Linked DNA regions of Columba livia: region 1 is linked to region 2. Evidence: chromatin contacts called from public Hi-C data. All regions are on one chromosome and are shown on one strand. Each heading gives the region's core, a stretch centred on a gene start, on an enhancer-like site or on the middle of the called end of the contact. The rest is flanking DNA. Distances are from core to core; before and after follow the strand shown. Region 1 overlaps PRPF18 (pre-mRNA processing factor 18). Region 2 overlaps FRMD4A (FERM domain containing 4A).

Region 1 (6,081 bases), core at 1,137-3,636, 260 kb before region 2:
TGGCCTCAGCATGGCCACAATGCTGCTTCTCCGATTTTGGTGGATCATTTGCCAACTGTGTCCATTTACCACCCTTCGAGCAGGAAGATCTCTACTCTGTAGTGCCGCTTGATCTCTCTTAACGTATCTTGTGGAAGATACGACGTGTGTGAAGGGCCCAGTTTGCCCTTTCTCTGCTTTTGGGGTTAGGGTTAGGGGTTAGGGTAGGGTTAGGTTAGGGTTAGTCAAGGAAATCTTTGTGTTGTTCTTCTCACTGTGGACTTCATATCTGTCCTTCTGAATTACACAACTTACTGAAGCACCAAGACAAAGTTGGCTTGAAACATGTGTGTTCTCCACATTGGTCTTAAACACCAAGTCTTGTTTAACTAGTCTGATTCAAACTGGAGCATGAAATATTTATTATCTGTGCTCCCAGCACTTACATCAAGCAAACGTGTTTCTGATTTACAACGGACCTGGGATCGCAGCATCCCACAAAGGACTCGTTATGGTGCTAGGACGTGTTTTCCGGAGTTGCCCGGATCGAAGGGGCCAGAGCTCCTCTGTTGAATCATTTTCCCTCAGCGAGGAACCGTCTTCCACGATGAGTGTCTAATGACAGGGACACGACTCTGCCATCCTGGAGTACAATGTCACTGCCACATAACGCTACCACCACTGCAGTTTTCTTCCTTCTTTGTTAGACTTTTCTACATAACTTGAAAGAAAATAATCATAGGGTCTATATGGTGTTGGTTTTTGGCAGTCGATGCCTCGAAGGAACTGAAAAGTCCACATTCTGCTCTTCTCAGTTACTCGTTTGATTTGCCTCCACGGTGCAGGCCAGGCTGACACCGCTCCTCCAGAGTAATTGTTCCTTTCTTCTCGTAGCTGTGAAGCCTGTTTTGATGTTGTAAATCGCTTTTTGCTCTGTAGAACTACTTTTAATATTCAGGTTTCTTTTCAGGATCTTTTCTCGTTCATAGTACTGTTTCCTCCTCCAGTGGCGCAAAGGGGTTAAAGCATCACTGTGATCCTCACTGCGAATCTGTCGTGAGGGACTGAATCTGTGGTCTTTTCAGTTATGCCACAGACTCCTCTAATATTGGAAATAACTTTACACTTTCCAAGCAGAAAGGTTGATAAAAACTGGAAAAACAACCAACTATAAAAACCCACAACCCCCAAAATAGCAGCTATTTGTCTTGAGTTATTCCTGTTAAGCTTAAAAATACTGTAGGCTGTTAAGTTTGCTTGACAGCTGCGGTTTTATTACAGAATTGTCCTTGTTTTGTTAATTCCCAGGGGCTGAAGAGGCTCATGACCATTTGCCAGAAGCACTTCCCAACAGACCCGTCGAAATGTGTGGAGTACAACGCGTTGTGAGGCTCCGCCGCCTCCCCCGCATGGCTCAGATTTTCATCTCCAAGACCCAGCGAGGAGCAAAGAGCTGGAGTTTGTGCTTTAGCACCAACAGGACCCTGGGGTGGGCTTTGTGAAAAGCACAAAGCAGCAGATTTCTCCACAGCTTCCTTTTTATAAGCCCCGTTTATTTAGATTGCATTTCAATCTGTGCTTTACACTGAACGCATCCAATATACAGCAGTAGGTTGGTTTGTTTGGGTTTTTATTTTTTAAGGGGTTATGACCAGGACAATGACCAGGGGACAATGAACACGACTCTTGCTTTTATTTCAATTTATTATTCAGGCAACCGTATAGACTGAACAGTTTCCCATATCTTAGAGCTTTAGGTGAGACTTAGCCCCACAAGAAGTGTGTTTGGAGCCTTTTTGGCTGCTTTCTCATTGGAGACTGATGTGTGGAGCTGATTAGAGGGAAGCTGTTGAATCTGAATCTTGGTTATTTCTGTAAATATGAAGACTTTCATGGCTAATCTTTCATGTGGTATTTATCAGGAGGGCCAAAAAGAAAGCAGTTTATATATTTCTCAGCTGAAAAATACAACCAGCCTCAGTGCAAAGAGGTTTTGATCTTGAATACATCTGATTTGGCTGTTTTTTTGGTAACGACATGTTTAATGTAAACCTTCTGGGCTTGGGGGAAGCAATCTTATGGCTCTTGGGGCTTTCAAATCCCATTTTTCTACATCTGGAGAAAATTTCGGTCTGCTGGGCATTGCAGAGAAAATAATTAGGACCTCCCATGACCACGTACAGTATTTCTAGAAGCCGCAAATCGTTACCATTGCGCGTCTTGACTGGGAATGGTGAAGAAACTCATGGAAACGCCGACGTCTAATTCTGCACAAACAGTGAAATATTGGGGCTTTGTTCGTGGTCCTCACCTCCGCTGAAAATGTGGAGCCAGAACTGGGCAGTGGAGGCGTCACCATCTCCCGTGGGTATTTACAGTGGGGAGTTTGGAGGAGCTTCTTGAGGAGCTTCAGGTTCTTGTGGAGCCTCGCTGCATTCTCAAGTGCCTCTTTGGACACGGGAGTTTTTCAGTCTGGAGCGTCTGACCCCAGAGAAAATGTCAAGAGCTTAAACAGTTTAGAAGTAATAAAAATGAGGCTGACGAGACCTAATCAGAGCTCGGGAGGGGCCTTTGGGGAATAGAGGGGGATTTGTGGGGAGAAGCTGCGCAGATGTCGAGAGCACGGAAGAGTTTCATTAGCAGTGGTGTCTGGTGATGGTTGTTTTGCAGTGCTCTATACAGATATTTGGAGGCATTATTACAACAGGAAACATTTATCACACCACAGCTTTATCCCTCTCCCCGCCCAGATGATTTCCTGAGCTGTTTCTAAGTCTTCGTCTTGACCTTAGTTTTGAACTCTTTAAATAATTGAGGGACAATATTGTCCCTCGTTTGGAAGAGCTATAATTTCCCTGGAAAGCGCAGCAAGTGAGTAGCCAGGGGGTGCTTTAAGGAGCTTCATAACATCTGCTGGAGAGGGAACTGGATTCCTTGGGGCATCTGTAATAGTATTAGATAGATTTATGTATTTTTTCCCTCCTGCTTTAGAGCTAATTATCGAGGAGCGTTTTAATGGCACCCTGAGCACTGGTCCGAGTGGGGATGCGCCTCCTGTCGGGCTGTGAATTTGGCGTTGGAATGTTTCAGTCTGCTCAGGTTTTAAAGGATGTAATTTAAGCGACGTGCCTCCTTGCTGACAGTCCCTGAAATACGGCCGCGCTCGCTTGAACGAATCCCATGACGGAAGAGCTTTATCCCTTTGCAATTCGTGGAATGGCGCTGCACGGGGAACCGAGGAGCGGAGCAGGACTTTCTCACGGCATCTCCATGTAAGAGCTTCCAGCTGTCCGGCACGTGAGAGCCGCTTCAGCCTCGGGGGCCGCGGGGGGGACACACGGCAGCTGCTTTTCATCATCGGTTGGAGGCTCTTTGCAGCTGGATGGCCCCAAATTGCAGCTACCAGACCGTGATCAAATAGTTAATAATGCCTTTTAGCCAAAAAAAATCCCAAACCCACCCCAGTCTAGTTTAGGGACGAGTGGGTGTGGTGCAGCTGTCGCTGCTCCACAGCTTTTGTGGGGAGGGTACGTTACACTTGAGCAATTTAGACTTTTTCCCTCTGGGCTTCTCCAGATGTTTATTTCTGATAATTCTCACATTAGGCGGAAATAACTCGGCTGAATCCAAAGATTCTCGCCTTAGGATGAAGTTTTGCATTCAGCACAGCCGTGTCTGGAGCGGTTTTTGGATTTTAATGCCCCTGGTTGGTTGTTGCAGCCCCTCACCCCCTCCTGAGCCTGCTGGTGGAAGGGGCTCTGTGAGGTGGTGCTCTCTGAGTCGGTGGCACCTGCCTTGTGTCCATGTTATCAAGCCCGGCGGTACCTAAATGTGTTTAATTCCTTGTTTGCCGTTTGTCTGTGCTGCTGAAGGGATTTAGCTTATGTGGGGTTGACTTATGTTTCTACAGAATTCTGTGTTTCATAGAATAGACTTAGAATAGACTTAGAATAGAATAGACTTAGAATAGAGAACAGGTTGTGTTGAAGGCACCTTCAAAGCTCATCCATCCAGTGCCACCCCTGCCATGAGCAGGGACATCTTCACCCAGATCAGGTTGCTCAGAGCCCCGTCCAGCCTGGCCTGGGATGTCTCCAGGGATGGTTCATCCACCACCTCTCTGGGCAACCTGGGCCAGGGTTTTACCACCCTCAGTGTAAAAAAACTTCTTCCTCACATCCAGCCTGAATCTCCCCTCTTAGTTTAAAACCATCACCCCTTGTCCTGTTGCAACAGGCCCTGCTGAAAAGTCTGTCCCCATCTTTCTTATCACCCCCTTTTAAGCACTGAAAGGCCACAATAAGTTCTCCCCAGAGCTGCTCTTCTCTAGCTGAACACCCCAACTCTCTCAGCCTGTCCTCCCAGCAGAGCTGTTCCAGCCTCGGATCATTCCTGTGGCTCCTCTGGCCCCTGTCCAACAGGTCCACGTGTGTCCTGTGCTGAGGACCCCAGAGCTGGACCAGCACTGCAGGTGGGGTCTCACCAGAGCGGAGCAGAGGGGCAGAATCACCTCCCTGACCTGCTGCCCACGCTCCTTGTGATGCAGCCCAGGACACCATTGGCTTCTGGGCTGCAAGCGCACATTGCCGGCTCATGTCCGATCTCCATCCACCAGCGCCCCCAAGTCCTTCTCGGCAGGGCTGCTCTCAATCCCTTCATCCCCAGCCTGGATTGACACCAGGGGCTGTCCAGCTGCCCGCTGTGTGATCTCCATTATAAATCCAGTCCTGCCCGAAGAATGAACCTGCCTGAGGTGTAAATGGCTTCATTTGTCAGGGGGAGGAGAGCGGCCCTGGGGGTCAGCACACACCGTGGTGCCCTCCAAGGGCTGACACGAGGTGTTGGAGCTGGTTTGGGGACTGCAGGGCTTGGAGAGGTGCCTGCAGCGCTTCCAGGGCTATAAATCTGAGCCAAAGTCCCAGAGCTGGGGGGATGTCTGAAAAATGTCATCATTGCCATGTTGTCCAATCCCAAACCCATCTGGGGATTTACTGCATGGGATTGTCCCCCCCTAGTGATGGTGGGTGATGGCCGCAGTGGCCTCTTGCCTCTGGGTTGGTGCTGCTGGTGGCTTCCTGTGGCATGGGGGGAGGATGGGGTGGGTGATAGAAGACGTCCTGGGAGGGACAGGAGCTCCCTGGACAGTGGGAATAAACAGAATGGGAAGCAGCAGTGGTGGGTGCAGAGCAGCAGGGACAGGTCCCTGTGGTGAGCGTGTGGCTGTTTAAATGGCAATTTTGGCGGGTGCTGGGCAGCCACAGGGTCCCCCCACCCGCTGAACATCTGCCCGAGGTGCCTCCTGAGCCCCCAGACCAGCGCTTGAGAGAACAGGCGGTGGAACGAGCTGGGATCTCATGAGGCGAGTGCCAAGTCCCGCGGGATCTCTAAAGGATGGGCTTTTTGGGGTGAAAACACAGCTTTTCCTGCCATCAGCCCGACAGCAAAGGAGTGGGTCCCTGCCGGAAACCCTGCCCAGCTGTGCGCACATCTGGACCCAGCATCTCGCGGCAACGTGCTCAACGCGCCCTCCCCGAGAGACCACGGCAAGGTTTCATTTTGAAAATGCTTTAATAAGGAAGTGTTGACAACACCGTTTTGCAAAATGTAAAGGTAACTATACAAATTCTTAATACAAAAAGAATAAATTAAAAGCAGATCTTTTTTCTTTTTAATTCTGCAACTTTTTCTACAACATACATATTTTTTCCTTGATTACAGTTGAACAGAATCCAGTAAAATCATTTTCCATGCTCTAAAGTCGATTCCAGAAGAGACCTAATTTTTTTCTTCTTTTTCCTTTTTTTTAAACTAGAGAGTCCATTTTACACAACTTGTAATAAAACTATTGACATTAATATATATGTAAAACTTTACATCTAGTTAACTAAGCAGTAACTGGTCATCTGATAGCACCTGAATGGGGATCGGCTATGCCTGAAACTAAAACTAATACAGAGTGAAAACAAATCGGGACTGTTTCAACATTTTCCACACTCGACTGCATATAATATCATTGAAGAATGAACCCTGCGTGCCGGCGCGGGGACCGTGCGCCGGTCCTGCCGAACCCAGGGAGCGTCAGGCGTGTCGGCTGAGGACGCG
Region 2 (6,438 bases), core at 919-3,418:
TTTTTAAACTTTTCATTAGACAGCCAAAAAAAGAGAAAAAAGCGAAATGAATGGATGGGGGGAAAAAAAAAGAAGCATTAAAAGCTGCTGCTAGTATCCATGATGCTTTTCATTATTTTGAGGATCTTCTAAAAGCCCGATTGCTGGCTTTGGCTTTTAAGTTTCCTCTCTCTTTGTGAAATAGGTACAGCACAAATAAAATGAATCACACCTGTCTTGCCAAGGTGTCTGGGCCTTCTGTTGTGGGAGGCAAGAAATGTGTGCAATGTGCCCTTTGGGATGAGGCTGGCAGAAACAGAGCTGGAGATCCATTTTTTACTGTGACGAAGACCGAGCATCTGCACGGGTTGCCCAGAGAAGTTGTGGATTCTCCATCCTTGGACATATTCAAAACTCAGCTGGACATGGCCCTGAGCAACCTGGTGCATGTAGGTGACCCTGCTTTGAGCAGGTGATGGGATGAGATGATCTCCAGATGTCTCTTCCAACCTCCTGTGATTTTGTGACACGAGCACACGTCCCGAGCATGGCTCTTTCTGGCAATGGGCTCTTTGATCATGTTACATCCAGGACAGTTACTGGGCAGGTCCCTCAACATGTGCCTACTCATAGACCTGCACTTATCCCTGCAGGATTGGCAGCTTTCATTTCACAGACAGCAAGCTGAATCCAGCCACTCATTTTATATCTATTTTACCAAGCAGACAAAAATGCATTGGCCAGTTTTACTGAATTGCTGCTTTTGCTTTGCCCAGCTAGGCAGATGGTCCAGGTTCACAGCTGCCTCATCCCCCTGGGTGACCCAAACCAGTCTTCTCATCTGCAGCTGTTGGCTGCTGATGACTCAGACAGGACAGAGTCTGGTGACCTAAACAGCAGAAATCTCTCTGTTTCTTACCAGTCTGCTATATCTCATGGCTATTTTCCAGCCATCAACTCAGGAATGGGGTTGCAAAGGCAGGCACGAGAGCGCAGATTTGTAAATACTACCTTTGCATAAAAATTATTTGGTTAGTTGTGGTGTGGAAAGGGATGCTGGTCAATCTGGCTCTCTGGCTGTGAGAACAACAGTGAGACGGCCCAGTCCTGCCTGCACTGGATCTTGGGGAGCTACCACCGTTTATCACCTGCCAATTATTTATGGAGCTCATCTTTTCTCAGCTCTCTCAGATCCACAACACACGTCCTATGGCTCTAGAAATGTGCGAGATTTGTAGTGCGCTGTTAAGGGAAGACAGTGGTTTGGTTCTAAGAGCATTGCTCATGTCCCAGCACATCTGCAACATGTCTGCTAGTAAGGGAAGAGTCCTCAGCATGTGATTTGCAGAAAAAAAATATTGTCACTGAAAATATCCAAACTCTCCTTGATTATGAAGTGCTGCAGAGACCCCACAAGAAGACAGAAGCCAGCAAATGTGGTCTATGTTTAGGCAAGAGACTGGACAAGAAGCTCAGGATGGTCCCAGCTGGTATGAAGCTGGATTAACTGGACCATACTGGAGTGATGGGGCGGCACACACAGACATGGTGCGGTTATAGCCAAGCTTAAGAGCATCAGGTGGCACTGGCTGTTGCTTGAAAATCCTTTTCCCTCCAAACTGGCACTTTAACAGCGCCATGGCCGTGTGTTTGTCAGGTGCAGGAGCGAGCCACAGAATGGTCTTTGAAGTGCCACAGCAGCTGCAACAGCTCCCTGCTAAATTAAAGCAAAGTGCTTAAAGCTCCTGTGTGCTGCTCAAGCGCGCACACAGCAATGAATTTTACAGAGCTCAAAATCCCCACACTGATTTCATGTATTCATTTAAAAGCCTTGCGGGGCACAAGCCACGGTTTAACAGCGGGAACACAAAGAAACTCTTCTTTGGGAGTAGAGAGTTTTCGTTTACTGTGTGAGGGAAACAAAGCCAATATACCACTAATTTGAGCTCTTTCCCTACTGAGACACAGGATTACTTTGCAGCAGTTTGCTAAATGCTCGGCCTTAAGGTAGTGTGAATTCAAGTGTTCAACACATTTAAAGGATGAGGATAGATAGAGCCACCTCCTTCCCGTGCCCTGATGACATTCATTTGTCCCTCACATCAGCACACAGTTGAGTTTGTATCCTAAGAGAATTTATTTTTCCTCTTTTGATGGAAATAACAGGAAAGCTAATTAAATCCTCTGAATAGTTGCTGTTATTCATCATTCCTTCCCTATAATACAAGCAGCGTTATCTCACGTTTGAATGCAGGAGCTCTGGTTCTCTATAAAGACCCACCCTGTGTCTTTGCCTCTGTGCTCAGAGCATTTCACACAGCAAATGCAATTAATTTCATTGCAAGAACACCCAAACAGTGTAATCAAAGTTCTCTGCTAATCCATAGCAGAAAAAAATCCCTCCGTCCCTGCGAGAAATGTGCAATCCAGCCTCAGCAGCGCTACACAATAATTTGGGGAAACAGCACAACCTAGTGTTCCCTTTGCCTCTCGCTGACTTTTGGAGATGGGTGGTTTCTGGACATGTCCTTGCAATTGCTACCCCTACCAAGTGCCTACGAAAAAAGGATTTCCTTCTGTAACCCCAGTTTCTTTTCTTCTCCCCACTGAATATCAAGGATTTTACACAATCCTGTACAGCATGAATGGGTTCAAAAGCAGCATGGGCTTGGGAAGGAGTCTGCTTCACAGCCACACTGCAAAGCATTTTAATAGATTCCTCTTTCTGTCTATGAGCGCTTAGCAGGAGGTGTTTGTGAACACTGCTGGCTGCAGGACTGGGAAGGTGCTGGCACTCTTTGTCCTCTCTGTACCTTATTTGTGCAGTCTGTGTATTGTGATATTGCCAGTTCTGATCTGAAACAAAGCACTAGGCATGTCACTGCACAGCATATAAAATGGATGCACAAAATGCCTTCTCAAGCAAGACAGTTTAGCTTGGCATCCTTTCAACTAAATCCCATCAACAGCTTCTCCTACACTGCTGGTGTGGTCACGCGTCTGTAACGGCAGGGTTGCCCACACACCTTCCTGCTAGCAAGAAAGTGGCTTCACCACAAGAACCTTCATGTGAACATGTAAGATAGTCTGCTCTGCTCTGCCGTCACCAACATAGCCACAAAAAGTCTGGGTAGCTTCTGGCTACTGCTTTCCAAACAGACCTTATGAAAGAAACCTATTTTTGACCAGCCCTGTTATTCACCCATTCTCAAAGATCTGTCCTTCCCAGGACACATCTCCATGCTGGCAAAGCCTACCACTCTATCTGCTGGAGGCTTAGGACTGTGTGCTTTAAAGGAAAAGCCCTGCCCCAGGTCTGCAATGTTGCCCTAAGGAACTGTGTTTCTTCCGGACCTCAGGGTTGATCACCTTACTCCCCGGAGGCCAAAGATGCCTCAGAGATTTTTGCTAGACCCAGTGTTATTGCAAATGTTACTGCTCTGCAGGTAACTGCAACAACGGAAGATACTCCTTCCATATGCTCCTCAATGAAGATCTTGATTGGGTGTACCAGTAGACAAAAGCTAGATCTCTCTCATGCACAAAATGAGATAAATAGGGAGCAATTTTCTCTGTTGGCACATTGAAACTGATGTGTGGACACTGGCAGACATGGACCAGTATGTCATAGAATCATAGAATCATTTTGGTTGGAAGAGACCCTCAACATCATCAAGTCCAACCATAACTTAACTCTAGCACTAAACCATGTCCCTAAGAACCTCATTTACACATCTCTTAAACCTCTCCAGGGATGGTGACTCCACCACTTCCCTGAGCAGCCTATTCCAATGCCTGAAGAATTTTTTTCCCTAATATGCAATCTGAACCTCCCCTGGTGCAACTTGAGGCCATTTCCTCTTGTCCTGTCACTTGGGTTTGCAGATAGTCATGACTAAGGTGGGATGATAGCTGTGTCTGTTATTTGGAGCAAACAAGGACGGAACTATTATTTTGGGAAGGGCTCCAACAGGCATCCTGCAGGGTCACAGGTTCAGTGAAGGTCACCCCTGCTACCTGTGGTGTCACACAGCACGGTATGGGAGTTTTATGTGACACAGCGGAGTTATCCACTCTCGAGCTCCCAGCTGCTAGTCCTCTAGAAAGTGGTGTCAACCCATCTTCACCCTGACAAGAGTTTCTCTCTTGTCTGTTGTATAAACACAAAAGCAAATAGCCAACCTCAAGGCAAGACACAGCTTGCCCAACCTTTAATCCAGGCTGGAAGCAACGCTGCCCTGACAGCTCCCCCAGCACAGAGCCCCTCATGACAGCGGAGATTTGAGTCAGCCGCAAAACTGGATGAACGGGTGGCCTGGCAATAGATAAAAAGGATGACTCCTTATCTATCACCCACACCATCTGGGAACCTCACTCCTTGCCTTCCCAGGCCTAATTATTTTTACTGCTTGATCTCAAGAGGTGTTTGTGGCACAACCCGTAAGCAAGCGAGCCTGCTGTTTCTTGCCCTCTCTCTGGCAATTGGCTTTTCAGCCACTTTATTACCATCTTCACCTGTGAATCGGGTAATTGCTCATGTGATCCCAGAGTATTAGTCCCGCTTGTGTCATTGCAAGCGTTTGGACATTCCAATTTTCAGCGGATTATATGCAAAACAGAAAAGACATCAGCCGTGCCTTTCATGCTTTCCCCTGGTCTCTCTTTTCCCTGGGGACAACTCTTTTATCTCAGGGAGCCTTGCAGAGAAATCAGCAATTCAATCGCACTATTTTTTTGGCCTTTAATTTCAGATATTTATTCTTGTTTGATCACGTCATGCAGCAGCTCACAGTAAAAGAATAAAATTGTTCCTTGTTGCAGATGCCAGTTGCTTGCTAAACCAACAGCAGGATGCACTCTTTTGTCTACTCTGTCCTTATTTATGCAGCCTTTCAACCTGTCAGTCTTGAGGTCTGTTTCTGTGAAATACAGACCCAAAGTTATTTTAGCTGTGAGTTCACCAGATCTGCCCTGGCTTAGCTTTAAGCTCGTACCAAAATCCTGCTGATGAACTTCAGTGAAAGAAAAGGGTAAGTCTAGGTGGCAACTCAAGCCTGGCTCTAAGCATCTCTCCTGCAGGAGAGATTAGCAGGAGCAGAACTTGATCTATTTGAAGATGTCCCTGCTCATTGCAGTGGGGTTGGACTGGATGACCTTTGAAGGTTGCATCCAACCCAAACTGTTCTATGATTCTATGATCTTTCCTTATGTTGGGATGCAGGAGTGAGACTGCAGGGCAGATTAGCTGATCATAATGGTGTTTCCTGAACACATAACCTATAGATAAACAACATGGTGTATTAGATACCTATAAGTCTGCTCAAACTTGCCTTGGGCCCAAACTGCTAACAAGCATGGATCTCAGCCATCTCCCATATAACCACATCCTTCAGGGATGGGGACCTGCAAATATTGCTACCACGTGTCATCTGTGTCCCAGCCACCACTGAGCTGAGAAGGTGACTTCAGGCCATCCTGTGTGTGGCTAGGTGTGCAGAATAAGGGCTGAGATGTGGGTGATTGAGTCTGTGGGGCGCTGCCTAGTCTGAAGCGCTCCAAGCCTGCAGAGCAGAGGCAGAAAGGAGCACCCCCCCGGGTTAGGAAGATGCTCATGACCTGCCCTCTGCCATGTGAGGTAAGCTCAGCCAAGCACAGACCCCACCAAAACCCTGTGCTGAATCAGGGTCTTGATAGTGAAAAGCAGAACAAGTTTGTTAATTACTCCTCTTACTGGTAAATCTCTAACTGAACTGAAAATTATAAGGCAAGTAATTTATTTTATGTGCAGATTGTATCTATTTTAATGAGATCCAAAAATAGAGCTTTAGCGTGGTAGATTTAAGCTCTGACGTTGCACAGGGTATTTTTCTATGTGAAATTTTCCAGAGCACTTAATGAAGCTTTTCTTTCCTAGAGATAAAGCATTGCTTTTTGTATCACAGTGCACTGAAGGGACCTGTGAGCTGAATCTCGCCTGACCAGACTGTCAAGGACTTCGGTTGCTCTTCATGACTCTCCTGATTCAAGGCCTAATCCTGCATTGCTAGGGAAATGGACAGTCTCAGGGTGCAGAGGCACCTTTGGAGTCTGAGGCATTTTCAGCTCTATCATGAGTTTTCATTCTCATGTGCATGAGACATCCCTGCCTCAAATCCCCATCCAAAATATGAGGTAGTATCATACTGGACCATGTCCCTTGGAGACCTCACCTGAGACAATGATGTGCCACTTTTCTGCACCAGTGATGCCCTGCCGGTCTGCAAGAGTTTGTCTAGTACTTACTGGTGTAGGAGACTCCCATTAACGTTGCCACTCCGAATTTTATAGAAGGGGCCACAGAGGTATGTTTAACCTCAGGGACAAATCCACTGCTGCCATGACCCACCAGAGAAGACCACGATGAACAGTTGGGAGGTTGCTTCAGCTTCTCTTGGTGGAGGGTCCCTGCAGGTTCAGTCC

What was found. Hi-C and Micro-C count contacts between places; a contact is called where the count stands out from the background.
Region 1: a contact with region 2 is called in a Hi-C map of liver, with 2.3 times the contacts expected there. The contact joins two enhancer-like sites. A contact is called at or near these places in 2 of 2 Hi-C or Micro-C datasets (crop and liver).

Annotation. Positions count from the first base shown.
Region 1 is chr1:204,349,701-204,355,781 of bColLiv1.pat.W.v2, reverse strand. It overlaps PRPF18 (pre-mRNA processing factor 18), which reads left to right. Exons shown (of 10, transcript XM_065049263.1): 10 at 1,288-1,983. The coding sequence ends at 1,368. It overlaps FRMD4A (FERM domain containing 4A), which reads right to left. Exons shown (of 24, transcript XM_065049256.1): 24 at 5,529-6,081. Among named protein-coding and RNA genes, the nearest start is that of PRPF18, 18 kb to the left of the region's middle. Within about 2 kb of position 2,386, at least 2 of the 3 cell types and tissues checked have an H3K27ac peak away from gene starts, as active enhancers do.
Region 2 is chr1:204,092,766-204,099,203 of bColLiv1.pat.W.v2, reverse strand. All of the region lies in intron 2 of FRMD4A (FERM domain containing 4A), which reads right to left. Among named protein-coding and RNA genes, the nearest start is that of FRMD4A, 140 kb to the right of the region's middle. Within about 2 kb of position 2,168, at least 2 of the 3 cell types and tissues checked have an H3K27ac peak away from gene starts, as active enhancers do.